2 separate regions of the Sus scrofa genome follow, and region 1 is linked to region 2. Evidence: chromatin contacts called from public HiChIP or PLAC-seq data. All regions are on one chromosome and are shown on one strand. The core of a region is the stretch at or near the end of the contact, and the rest is flanking DNA. Distances in the headings are between cores, read along the strand shown.

The links. HiChIP or PLAC-seq counts read pairs in DNA pulled down with a chosen protein or histone mark.
Region 1: a contact with region 2 is called in an H3K27ac HiChIP or PLAC-seq map of skeletal muscle, with 4 times the contacts expected there. The contact joins the promoter of MCMBP here to the promoter of SFXN4 in region 2. A contact is called at or near these places in 2 of 2 datasets of contacts at active chromatin or transcription factors (alveolar macrophages and skeletal muscle).

The regions. Positions count from the first base shown.
Region 1 is chr14:129,737,803-129,743,830 of Sscrofa11.1, reverse strand. It overlaps MCMBP (minichromosome maintenance complex binding protein), which reads left to right and starts at 1,626. Exons shown (of 16, transcript NM_001243591.1): 1 at 1,626-1,894. The coding sequence starts at 1,837.
Region 2 is chr14:129,073,633-129,080,478 of Sscrofa11.1, reverse strand. SFXN4 (sideroflexin-4) reads left to right here and starts at 4,681. Exons shown (of 14, transcript XM_013983797.2): 1 at 4,681-5,180; 2 at 6,226-6,291. The coding sequence starts at 5,142. It overlaps PRDX3 (peroxiredoxin 3), which reads left to right. Exons shown (of 7, transcript NM_001244531.1): 6 at 131-296; 7 at 606-1,429. The coding sequence ends at 659.

The DNA of each region.
Region 1 (6,028 bases), core at 377-2,876, 670 kb before region 2:
TGGTGTCCGTTGGGGTGAGTTGGTTCCAGGACCCCACGGGTATCTGCAGATGCTCAAGTCCATTATATAAAACGAATGTTCTGGGAGTTCCCGCTGTGGTGCAGTGGGTAGCAGCTCAGGTGGCTGTGGAGGCATGGGTTTGATCCCCAGCCCAGCACAGTCGTTTAAAGAACTAAAGTATCCAGGGATGCTGCAATGTAGGTTGCAGCTGTGGCTCAGATGCAATTCCTGGTCTGGGCGCTTCCATATGCCCCAGGTGCAGCCAGACAATTGGAAAAAAAAAAGAAAGAAAGAAAAAAAAGTTCTCTTTATGGCTTGGTGGGTTAAGGACCAAACATTGTCTCTGTGAGGATGTGGGTTTGCTCCAAGCCCTCACTCAGCGGTTAAGGATGGATGGGACATTGCTGCAAGCTACAGCGTGGGTCAAACAAGTAGCTCGGATCCGGTGCTGCTGCGGCATAGGCAGCAGCTGCAGCTCGGACTCAACCCCTAGACTGGGAACTTTCATAAAGGTGCAGCTGTTTAAAAAAAAAGTACTCTGCCCCCTGTATTTGCAAATTCCGCATCCTCAATTCAACCAACCTTGACCTCCCCAACCCCCACCCCACCAATGGGGAGAATAAATAGTTGAAGATGACAAATAAAAACACCCCCTTTGGCCCCTAAGAGGTCTTGAGATCTGAGCTCAGTTCTCCAGCTGCCCGCTTTCTGGGCTCCATTCAGATCCTTCCTCTCTTAACACGACCTGTTTTCAGCTGATGAGCAGGGTTTTCTCAGACCTATTCCAGGCCTAGGGGAAACTATTTCACTACAGAACTTGGGTATTTCCAAATTTCCTCATTCGAAGGTTACTGTTGACTTATCTTGTGTGTGCTACCACTGTCTGAGGGTATCCTGACACATTCTGCAGGAACCTCCCCAAAGCGCACTTTCCAGCTTCTAGGCAGGGTATATTTTCACAGTTATGAACTTGCCTCTCACTTAGGACCTAGTCCCTCTACAAGGCCTGAGATGGCAGCAAAGGGAGCTTGCAGACTTTCAAATTCCCCTATCTAAACACACACCTGCCTGGGGGGCTGAGACTTCATCTGAGGGCAAGTCACTGCATAGGGTTTTGGGCAGGGAACGAAAGAGAGTTGCCATCAGAAAAAAAAAAAAAAAAGAAAGGCAATTAGAGGAAGGTGGGCAGACACGAAAGGCTGCTTTATCCTCTAATTTTGCCCAGAGATAACTTTGAAGTCTCTTTGGGTTTGTGCTTTTGGACTGCTACAGCCTCCAAACCGTGCAAGGCCTCGCATCATGAAAAACGAACCGGACTTCGGGAGTCTCCCCCTTCGAGCTGGCAGCGAGAGACACCCAGCACCACTCGCCTTCAGCCCCCGACGCCAGGGTCGGAGCTCCGGAGGCCGCGCCTGCCCTTCCTTTCGCCCGTCTCCAAGATGGCGACCGCTCCGCCGCCGCGGCCCCGCCCCGGGCCGGCCGGCCCCCCGCCCAGTAGGCCGGCCCCGCCTTCCCGCCCGGGGCCGCGCAGCGCGCTCCCGCCGCCCCTCCCCGCGCGAGCTCCACCCAGGTCGCAGGCAGCGCGGTCGGCGGCGCCTATTTCCCGCCATTGTGCGAAGTGGAGGCTGGGGGCTCCGCACGCGGCGCCTGCCAGTAGCCGGCAGCTCCTCGGCTGCTGCTGCCACAGCCGCTGTTCTCTGAGGCGCCGGGAGGCCGAGCGGCCGGTGCCGCGAGGCTCACCCTGCGTGGGAGGGCGCGGGCGAGGAGCGGCCGAGCCCCCGAGGAGGAGCCGCGGCGCGGGACGCCGGGCCGCGCCGGCTCCGGCCCGTCGGCGAGATGCCCTGTGGGGAGGATTGGCTCAGCCACCCGCTGGGGATCGTGCAGGGCTTCTTCGGTGAGTGGCGGCCCCGGGGGCGGGCCGGGCGGGCCGCCGAGTTGACCGAGCCCCGGGCCCGGCCCCGCTGCGCGGCCCCACGCGGGGCCACCTCGAGGGCTCGCGCGGCCGAGACGGTCAGCCGGGCCTGCGCCGGTCCGCCTTAGACACCCCGGACCGCGGGCCGCGGCTTCCCGGGCCGGGCCGCAGGTGCCTCCCACCTGCCCGATTCGCGGTTCGCGAGCGGCCAAGGTTACGCGGCGAGGAGCTGGCGGCCGGCCGTGATTGACGGCCCGGCTTCCCTTGGTGGCACTGCTGGGGCCCTAGCCCGGCGGCAAAACTCGGACGGGTCCTTGAACCTTGGGGAGGGCTCGCAGAGATGGGGTGAAGGAAAAGCACTTTGCCTATGGGAAGCCTGCGGGGTATTTCAAAACTTCCGGTGTGTCGGGGGAGTGCTCGCTCGCTCGCTCGCAGCAGAAGTTGGCTCCAACTCCTGTATTACACACATCCTCGCGTTTCGAGATAAGATTTAGTGTAATAGCTTCATTTTTCTTTTGGGATGCCTTTAAAACCGCTTGGTCTCCATCTCCTCCTTGTGCCAGAGCTAGTAAGAAATGTTGAACTCCTTAAATGCGTTCCTACATAGAAAGAGCTCAGAATGTTGCAGACAGGCTTAGTAAATTTTAGTTGGAATTATCGTCAATGCCACTCTTCTGCTAGGGTCCACTAAGGAAAATTTAGGTTTGTTTGCCGTTACCTGGGCATTTTGGCCCTACTTTCCATGTCTTTTGCACTTAGGAGGGGTGGAGGCAAACCCAGCCAGCAATCACTGTTAGATCAGAACACCTGACTTGTCAGGAGGTAACAAAGTTGTAGGTAGAGTGGCCTTCATCACTTAAGGCATCGTGGGATATTAATGAGAATGCCTATTAAGAAGCTAAATTGTTTCCAGCAGCCGAAACTGAAGGCAGAAAATGTATGTATTCCTTGTGGGAAAGACTCACTCAGCAATTCTTTATTCATTTTCCTTATAGCTTGAACTAGTATAGCTATCTGGTTTCCTAGGCAGAAGCTAGAGGCAGCAAATTAGAAGGCCTGGGTTGGCATCTGGATTGTAGCTAATGAGGAGTGACAATCTGATAAAGAAGAAATTAAATCTGTATGTAGCTTAAATTAAAAAACAACAACAGTGTATATCCATCAAGGGTGCTTTTGAGGAAGGGGCATTTATCTCTACTATATACTGGTAATTGTTGTTTATAATGAGTATGGGAACTTATCATTGATTTCCAAAATAATGGCCCAGAATGTGGAGTAAAGATTAAATTGCAGGGAGTATCCATTGTGGTGAAGTGGAAACGAATCCAACTAGTATCCATGAGGATGTGGGTTTGATCCCTGGCCTTGCTCAGTGGGTCCAGGATTCAGTGAGAGCTGTGGTATAGGTCACCGACACAGCTCAGATCTGGCATGGCTGTGATGTAGGCATGGAGCTGCAGCTCCTATTCAACCCCTAGCCTGGGAACTTCCATATGCTGCAGGTGTGGCCCTAAAAAAGCCAAAAAAAAAAAAAAAAAAAAAAAATTGCGCAATTGGCTTAAGAGGATGCAGACTCATGGGTACTTATTCGGAAATGTCTTTCAAAAGTAAGTTTTTGTGGAGTTCCCATTGTGGCTCAGCCTTAACGAACCCTACTAGTATCCATGAGGTCTCCAGTTCCATCCCTGACCCTGCTCAGTGGGTTAAGGATCCAGTGTTGCCGTGAGCTCTGGTGTAGGCTGGCAGCTGCAGTTCTCATTTGACCGCTAGCCTGGGAACTTACATATGCTGTGGGGGTGTGGCCCTAAAAAGATGGAAAAAAAAATTTGTGAGAAATACCTCTACCCTAGTCTTGCTGGATAAATTAGATTATTTTATATTTGGTATAGATTCAAATGTATTTGTGTCAGATTTTATCCCCTATGTGTGTGATCCTAAGGGGGCATGTCACATTATAGTACAAAAAGGGTGTACTTTGGATATAAAATACTGGATTTACAGCATTTGTAAAGTTGGTGGGCTATTGTGGGAACCTGCACCTTGTTTTATGTGTTTGCTCTGGAATGTCTTATTCTCATACAGATTGTGTCTTACAGAGAAGAAACTAATACTGTCTTACAGTTGGGATGTTTCTCTGGAAGCTCTTCTGGCGTGTAGTATATATTTTTGCTCTATTTTCCCTACACTGTGCATATATTGAATATCTATAATAATAACAGCATTGCAGGTATGTTTGTGTGGGAAGTTAGGTGTTAAGCTTGTGGACTCTTTGATTTAGTAGGAAGTTGTTTTAAATCCGTTTTCCCCCAGATAGAAAAGGAAAGCTCATCTGTTGTGGTTTGTGAGACCTTTTTGGCCCCCCCTGCCCAGCTCTCGGACGTCATTACTGTATCCCCCCTCATATTGAACCTTTTTTCAGTTCTTCAATTTTGATCCTTGCCTCTGCGCCTTCTGTACAGGCTGTTTCCTTTGCCTGGTCCTCCCTTCCTATCCCACTTCTACTTTCCTGGCTAAGTCTTACTCATCCTTTGGGAACCTGAGTTAGGTACCTCCTGCTCCAAGTAAAATTATAGGATCCAGTGTGGCCTGGAAATTAGCTTGTAAAGCATGTTGTTGAAATGACTTGTTTCATGAGTTCCTTGGCTATATTTTAACCTTGGGAATTCAGGGACCATATCTGCTTTTAGTCAACTAGTATTTACCTGTACAGCGAAAGTACTCTGTGAAAATTTGTTCATCAGAGGGAGTGGAAAGACTGATTAATCAGAAGTGATGTAAATTGGGGTGGTTACTATGACCACAGATCTTAAACTAAGAACAGTCCTGGTGGACTTTGTATTGGTTCAGAGAATGTGATCATACCAGGTATGAGTTACTTTCACATGCAAATGCTAATTCTTCTTGGTTCAGATAAGAAACTGAAATTCTGTCAGTGGCCAGTCTAACAGTATGAATCATAATTCATCTTTGTGATCCATTCTGTATTTTGAATTAGTGTCTGCCATACTCCAATTGTTCATATGTAAATTTTTTCCTATAAGCCTTCATAAAATGCCTTTAATGTTTCCGTTCCAGTTTCTAAAAGATTTTTTGTACAGAACATTGAGATCCAAAGGCTTAAGATTTAGTAATACTTTATTGAACTCTATTATATGTATAGCACTGATGGCCTTGTCCCCACAATGGTTGTTCATGTAGTATCAAATTGCATCCCTTAAACAAAAGCAGGCATTTTAAATGAGAAAAAAAAAATTGTTTCGTATACTTTTAATTGTTTTTTATTTTATTTCTTTTTCTTTTTAGGGATGCACCTTGGCATGTGGAAGTTCCTGGGCTCGGGATTGAATCATAGCTGCAGCTGCCAGCCTATGCCACAGCCACTATATCAGGTTCTTAACTCACTGAGCCACAACGGGAACTCCTCATTTTTTATTTTTATTTTATTTTATTATTTATTTATTTTTTTTTTTTTTGTGCTATTTCTTGGGCCGCTCCCGCGGCATATGGAGGTTCCCAGGCTAGGGGTCTAATCGGAGCTGTAGCTGCCAGCCTACGCCAGAGCCGCAGCAATGTGGAATCTGAGCTGCGTCTGCGACCTACACCACAGCTCACAGCAACACCGGATCCTTAACCCACTGAGCAAGGGCAGGGACCGAACCCGCAACTTCATAGTTCCTAGTCGGATTCATTAACCACTGCGCCACAACAGGAACTCCTCATTTTTTATTTTTAAAAAGAAATTTTTCTTTGGGTTCCCATTGTGGCTCAATGGGTTTAGAACCCAACTAATGTCTGTGAGGATTTGGGTTCGAGCCCTGGCTTTGCTCACTTGGTTAAAGGATCTGGCATTGCCACAAGTTGTGGCGTAGGTTGCAGATGTGGCTCGGATCTGGCATTGCTACAGCTGTGGCATGGGCCAGCTGCTGCAGTTCCGATTTGACCCCTAGTCTGGGAACTTCCATATGCTGCAGGTGTGTTCCTAAAAGGAAAAAAATTGTTTTTACTTGAATTTATACCAGCCCTCCATTTCAGAAGTAGGAATGCTTATCAACCCCTTTGTTTTTTTCTTTTTGTTTTTTTTTAGGGCTGCACCTGCGCTTATGGAGATTCCCAGGC
Region 2 (6,846 bases), core at 3,432-5,931:
TGCCATGAGGAAAACCCCGCTTTTAAGCATATGATAGAGTTTAATACATGCTCTATCAAAGAGAATTAAAGTTAGTATCTTTCTAGCTCTGGTAATGTTGAGATTCTGATGAGAGTAAATTCCGATGCAGAGGTCTCTTCATAATTGACCCCAATGGAGTCATCAAGCATTTGAGTGTCAATGATCTCCCAGTGGGCCGAAGCGTGGAAGAGACCCTCCGCTTGGTGAAGGCGTTCCAGTTTGTGGAAACCCATGGAGAAGTCTGCCCAGCCAACTGGACACCGGATTCTCCTACAGTAGGTTTCTTTTCCAAAAGCAATGGGACCCTAGCAGGGGGTCCCAGGTCCTCACTGCTCCAAGGGCTGCTGGCCCGGAATATCCACAAAAGCCCGCCCTTGGAGATGGTGTACAAATGGGTAGGGGTGAGGGGGAGTATCGAGGCACCAGGCAGGCTGTTATTGCATATTTCGTCCATGTATTTTAAAGGAAACAGACCAGTCTTTATAAGTTAAAGAACTTGAGGTTTATAACTGAGGGCTTTCAAATCACTTTTGAGACTAATATCATAAAGTCACTTGCTTAGTGATATGTTTTTGTATTTTCAGATCAAGCCACATCCGACTGATTCCAAAGAATACTTTGAGAAGGTCCATCAGTAGACCATCCCTTGTGCACCTGCCGCTTCCCTCCCCAGAGAAGAGCCACAGTTGGGATTCACGTTTAGCATTTCAGAGATGATTGTAGAAGACAAAACACCTCAATTATGCTTGTCTTCCTAAGTATCACTTTAAATGTTTTGTTTTTGTAACATTGGCCAAGGCTTTTAAAATATGGTTAGTTACTAACAGGAGGAGTCCTCTACTGGTGATGTATGGCTGGCTGGCTAGTTCCTTTTGAGTGTTTAGTTCACCTGTTTCTTGAATCATGTCTTCAGAGGGAAAAGGAAACAACTCTTCTTTCTTAGCCTTACTTGAACCCTTTTGTACACTAGCGTAGTAGTAGTACAACAGCATTGAAAGCTTCTGATCAGGGGTCCTGAAGATTTCTTCTTGAATTTCTCTGTGTTACCTGAATTTTCCTTTAAGTAACAAAGATCAGTTTTAAGTCATTACCGTCAGGTCTAATTTAACACTTGCTTTAGATGCATGTGTGATTGAAACATATGTGAATCATGTTTTTTTTTTTTTAAAAAAAATTCAGTGGCAAAGTGACTTAAGTGATCATGCATGTCCCCCATCCCTGCGGTTTATAGTTTATGGAGTTATTTTACTTAGTGTTTACATACATTTCTAATATGGATTTGGCAGAATTATAAAGAATACTTATTGAATCCAGGGATTGAAGTTTGATTTTGAATCATTGTAATTATCTTCTTTCTTGACGTGCTCAATGTAAAAAATATGATAAAAAATAAACATATTTAAACGTACTTGCATTTTTAAAATTTTTGGCCATGCCCATGGCATGCGGAAGTTCCTGGGCCAGGGATTGAAACTGCACCACAGCACTGACAACACCAGATCCTGAACCTTCTGTGCCATGAGAGAACTCCAGTACTTGAATTTAAACACCATTAATTCTTAGTTCAGCTTATGTTAATGTGGTCTAGTTTTCCTTCTCTGCTGCTATCAACAAATATTTATTGAGCATTTAACTCAGTGAATCCAAAGATTAGTAAGATACTGGTTCCACACTCAAGGGACTCAGTTTAGGGGGTAAGAGAAATATGGAAGCATTTATTCATTGTTTCAGTAAGTCTGGAGTGCCTACCATAGACTGGGTGTTATTTTGGAGGCACAAGAATGAACCAAAAAACCACACCCCTTCTTTCATGCACTTACATTCCAAAAGGAATAAACAATGAAAATACGTAGAATGTTTGGAAGGAATGACGTGGAGCAAGGGGTTGGAGCAGAGAATTGAAGGTATTCTGAAGGGTTGTCAGGGAGTCTTACTGTAAAATGAGGATGATGGCTGTACCTATCAGTTTTGATGAGAAACAAATGAGTTAAAGCATGTTTAAAGTAGGGAGTTAGGGAGATGAGGTTCTAGGCAAAGGGCTTGGCAAGTGCAAAGGCCCTGAGGCAAAAGCAGACTTGGGGTGGGTGAAGTATTGAAGGACCGTGTGACTGGAACCTTGAGAAGGAGAAGGTAATGGGGAGCCTGCAGTGCTTCATGGGCAAGCGAAGGACTTTGGATTCTCTTGTTTCGCTTTTGTTTTTTAGGGCCAAACTTGTGGCATATGGAAGTTCCCAACCTATCTGTCAAAACAGTTGTGGGCACCAACCTACACCACAGCCGCAGCAACATGGGATCGGAGCCACATCTGTGGCCTATGCCACAGCTCACAGCAAAGCCAGACTCCCAACCCACTGAGCGATGCCAGGGATCGAACCCACGTCCTCATGGATCCTAGTTGCGTTCCTTACCACTGAGCCATGACAGGAACTCCCCGAGATGGGAGGATTTTGAGAAGAGTTACATTAACTTGTCTAAAAGGATCACTGGCTCCTTTGTTTAGACTGTTGAGAACCCAGAGAGGGAAGCAGAGATTCAGCTGAGTTGGATTTATGACATACTTGTAGGTAGAGCCAGCAGAACAATACAGGTGTGCTAAATACTGTGTACAATAGATACATTCCTGGGTTACAGTTCACTGGGGAACAGTGAGGAGCATGCACCTTACCCACCTCTGGGCATCAAGGAAGTCTTCCTGGAAAAGGAGATGAAGTCTTTTATAAGTGAGCCAACTGGGAGTTCCCATTGTGGCTCAGTGGTTAATGAATTCCACTAGGAACCATGGGGTTGCGAGTTTGATCCCTGACCTCTCTCAGTGGGTTAAGGATCTGGCATTGCCATGAGCTGTGATGTAGGTCGCAAACGCAGCTCGGATCTGGCGTTGCTGTGGCTCTGGCATAGGCTGGTGGCTACAGCTCCGATTAGCCTGGGAACCTCCATATTCCGTGGATGTGGCCCTGAAAAGACAAAAACAACAACAAACTATAAAGTGAGCCAATTGAAGTGACCAAAAGTGGAGCTAAAACCCCAAGTGGGCCTGAAGCAAACCATGAGCGGGTTTCATGTTCCTGGCGGGGGAAGCAAGGCAAAGGAGAGGACAGGCCTGCTGGGTGTTAGTGGTCCGGGCTCAGCACTAACAATGGACCCAGTTCTGTGTTAGGGCTTTACGTGTTCTGTCGCATCTGATGCTCAACAAAAACAAAATTGGTGCAATTATCCTCATTTTCCAGATGAGAAAGACTGGAGGTACTGATTTGATCAGAGTCACACGACCAAGTAATGGATGGGCCTGGCTCCCTGACTCAGGACGCCGGAGGACCCCTAAACAACCCCCACCCACCCGGTGCTAAGGAAGAAGGCGAAGGTATATTTTTCTCTCCAAATGGGCCCTGCTTGATCTGGTATCCAATAGATGGAGCTAGATTTGCTCCAGCACTGAGGAAAAACCCTCGGGCAGAGAGCTAATGCACTGAAAGCAGGGCTAGCTTCACCGGCTGGTGGCAGGGGCCCACACTTAACTTAAAAGGGCCCAGGGGGTTTTGTTTAATGCTTTGACATCAGCTTTTGAAAATTCCTTTTTTTTTTTTTTTTCTTTGTATGGCCACACCTTTGGCATATGGAAGTTCCCAGGCTAGGGGTCAAATTGGACCTGCAGCTGCTGGCTTACGCCACAGCCACAGCAACATCAGATCCAAGCTGCATCTGCGGCCTACGCCACAGCTCATGACAACACCAGATCCTTAGCCCACTGAGCAAGGCCAGGGATCGAACCCATGTCCTCATGGATCCTAGTCCAGTTTGTTAACCACTGAGCCACAAAGGGAACTCCTTGAAAATTCTTAACCTTTTAAACTTTTTTTGTTCTTTTTTTATTTTTAGGGCCGCACCCACAGTATATGGAGGTTCCCAGGCTAGTGGTGGAATCAAAGCTGTAGCCACTGGCCTATGCTACTGCCACACCAGATCTGAGCTTTGTCTGTGACCTATACCACAGCTCTTTGCAATGCCAGATCCTTAACCCACTGAGCAGGGCCAGGAATCAAACACTCATTCTCATAGATACTAGTCCTTACCACTGAGCCACAAGGGGGAACTCCTCAATCTTTTCAAATTTTTATTTTTTTATTTTTTGCTCGCCACCCCACCCCCTCACGCCAGTGTACCTGGGCCAAGGAGCCAACTCTCGCCACCGCAGTGGCAATGTGGTAACCTTAACCCGCTGAGCCACTGGGAAACTCCTGCAGGTTTTTTTTTTTTTTTTTTTCCTTCTTTTTTAGGGCCAAATTCGCACATTTGGAGCTTCCCAGGCTAGGCGTGGAATCATAGCTACAACTGCTGGCCTACACCACAGCCATAGCAACACAGGATCAGAGCCCTGCCTGGGACCTACACCACAGCTCACGGCAACGCAGGAACCTTTACCCACTGAACGAGGCAAGGGATCGAACCTGCAACCTCATGGTTACCAATCGGATTTGTTTCCACTGAGCCATTAAGTGAACTCCTTTCTTTTCTTTTCTTTTTTTTTTTTTAATTAAGGGCTCCACATTTTCATTTTTCATTGGGCCACTCAAATTATGTGGCAGTCCTGACTGTCCATTCTGTGAAGTGAAGGGATTTTCGAGGGTACTATCTAAAAGCCTGGGCTGGGTGTTTAGACGCTGCAGGAGCCAGGGCGGTGGAGGGCGCCACGTGCGACCGGATCTGGTCTTCTCAGTAGGTACAGTGACAGGAGGGCTCTGATAGGTGACCCCCCCACCCCCCCGCCCCCAGGCCTGGAAGCGACCAGGCTACCCGGAAGAGCAGAGAAAGGTTGGGAGAACTTGGCGGGTGGGAGGGATGGGCTTGCCACGCTCGGGGCGCTGGAGCGTGGAGTCACCGAGCAGCAGGCAGTCGGGCCGGGAGTGGGAGGAGCGGGCGCGCGGGCCCAGGGAGCCGGGCCGGGAACGCGCGCGCCCGGGGCGGGGCTCGCCGCCCGGCTCCTCCTCCGCGCCCAGCCCGGCGACCGCGGCCTTTCCTGGCAGCGCTTAAGTCCCGGGAAGAGGAGCCCGAGGAGGAGGAGGAGGAGGAGGAGGAGGAGGAAGCACGGGGCCCAGGCGGCCGAGTGCAGCGGCGCCGCCCGCATGGAGCCCAACGTGCGCTTCTGGATCACTGAACGTCAAGTACGGCCTGGGCCCGGCACGGCTGGGGATGGGGAGGGCGAGGGCCTCTCGGCGTGGAGTCGCCGCTGGCCGCTGTGACCTTGAGAAGGCCACGTCGTCGCACCACCCGCCTTCCCATCACACCCCCTGGGACGGGAAGAAGGGAGACCCAAGCTTGCCGGATGCCGAGGGCCACGGCTGTAACCGTGCGTCGCCTCTACCCGAGGCCTGGCTGGGGAAGGTCGCACAGTGTCACCCTGCAGATCCCACGAACTGAGGAGTCAGTCTCCACCACTCAGGGGCCTGCCCTCTGCTGCCTAAGCTGTTGGAGAGGAACAGGTCCTCCCGGGAACCCCCAGCTGCCCAGTTGTGAGACCAGCCGCCGTCGTGGAAAAGTAACCCGGGCCCCGCCTCCAGGCAGTGGCTAGGGCGGCGCTGTCTAATTGAAGTAGGATGGGAGCTACAGAGATCATTAAAATCTTTCTAGTAAATGTAAATCTAGTAAATTAAAAATGTGGCTTTTAAAATTTAAATTTTAATAATATATTGCATTAGCCCAATAGACGGAAAATATTAGCATTTCATCATGTAATCGATATAAAAATTGTGAATGAGATCTTTTACATCCTTTTCTCTAGAAAGTCTTTGAAATCCTGTGTATGTTTTACACATACAGCACACCTTTTTGTTTTTTCTTTTTTATACTGTGTGGGAGTTCCCTTCGTGGCTCAGCAGTTGACAAAACCCGACTAGGATCCATCAGGGTGTGGGTTCGATCCCTGGCCTGGATCAGTGGGTTAAGGATCTGGTGTTACCGTGAGCTGTGGTGTAGGCTGCAGACGCGGCTGGGATCCCAAGTTGCTGTGGCTGTGGTGTAGGCCGGCAGCTGTAGCTCCGAATCGACCCCTAGCCTGGGAACTTGCATATGCAGAGGGTACGACCCTTTAAAAAAAAAAAAAAGCAGAAAGCCGTTAGGTTCCCCAAAATAATGTTAACTGTTTTTATTGTCGTAAATCTTTGTTTTCCTGCTGCCATTAACTGATCTCTTGCTCCTGCCCCTCTTAAGTCTTTTATTCAGAGATTTCTTCAGTGGACAGAATTATTGGATCCTACAAATTTGGTCATTTCAATTGTAAGTATTATTTTCGGAGAGAGTGATTTTTCCACATTTTATTCTGAAGCGTGAAGACTGTGTTTCCCTTTTGAAAGCAGTTGAGATAACAGAGTCCATATATTTTATTATGTTTTTATTCCTTCTGAATGAGCTTGTCAGATTGGAAGGGTGGTACATAAAAACGGACACTCATTTAATAGGTAGTACCAAGCCTTGGGCCAGATGCTGGTGGTTTTCAAAGAGGATCAAAATAAACCTCCCTAGTAATGAGGACAGACCAAAGCTAGTCACAGACCTTGACCTTGGGCTCTAAGGGCAGCTGTAGCAAGGAATTAGGGGAGGTTGTTGAGGGAAGCCTGGCAGGGAAGGGACAAGCAGGAAGTGTCAGAGAGAACGGGCTATAAGCAAAGCTGGGGAGAATGGGGGGGACAGCAGGTCACTGGGATTTTAACACAGAGGAACCAGACAGTTTTTTTTTTTTTTTTTTTTTTTTCCTTTTTAGGGCCGTACATGGAAGTTCCTAGGCCAGGGGTCGAATCGGAGCTGCAACTACCAGCCCACGACACAGCCACA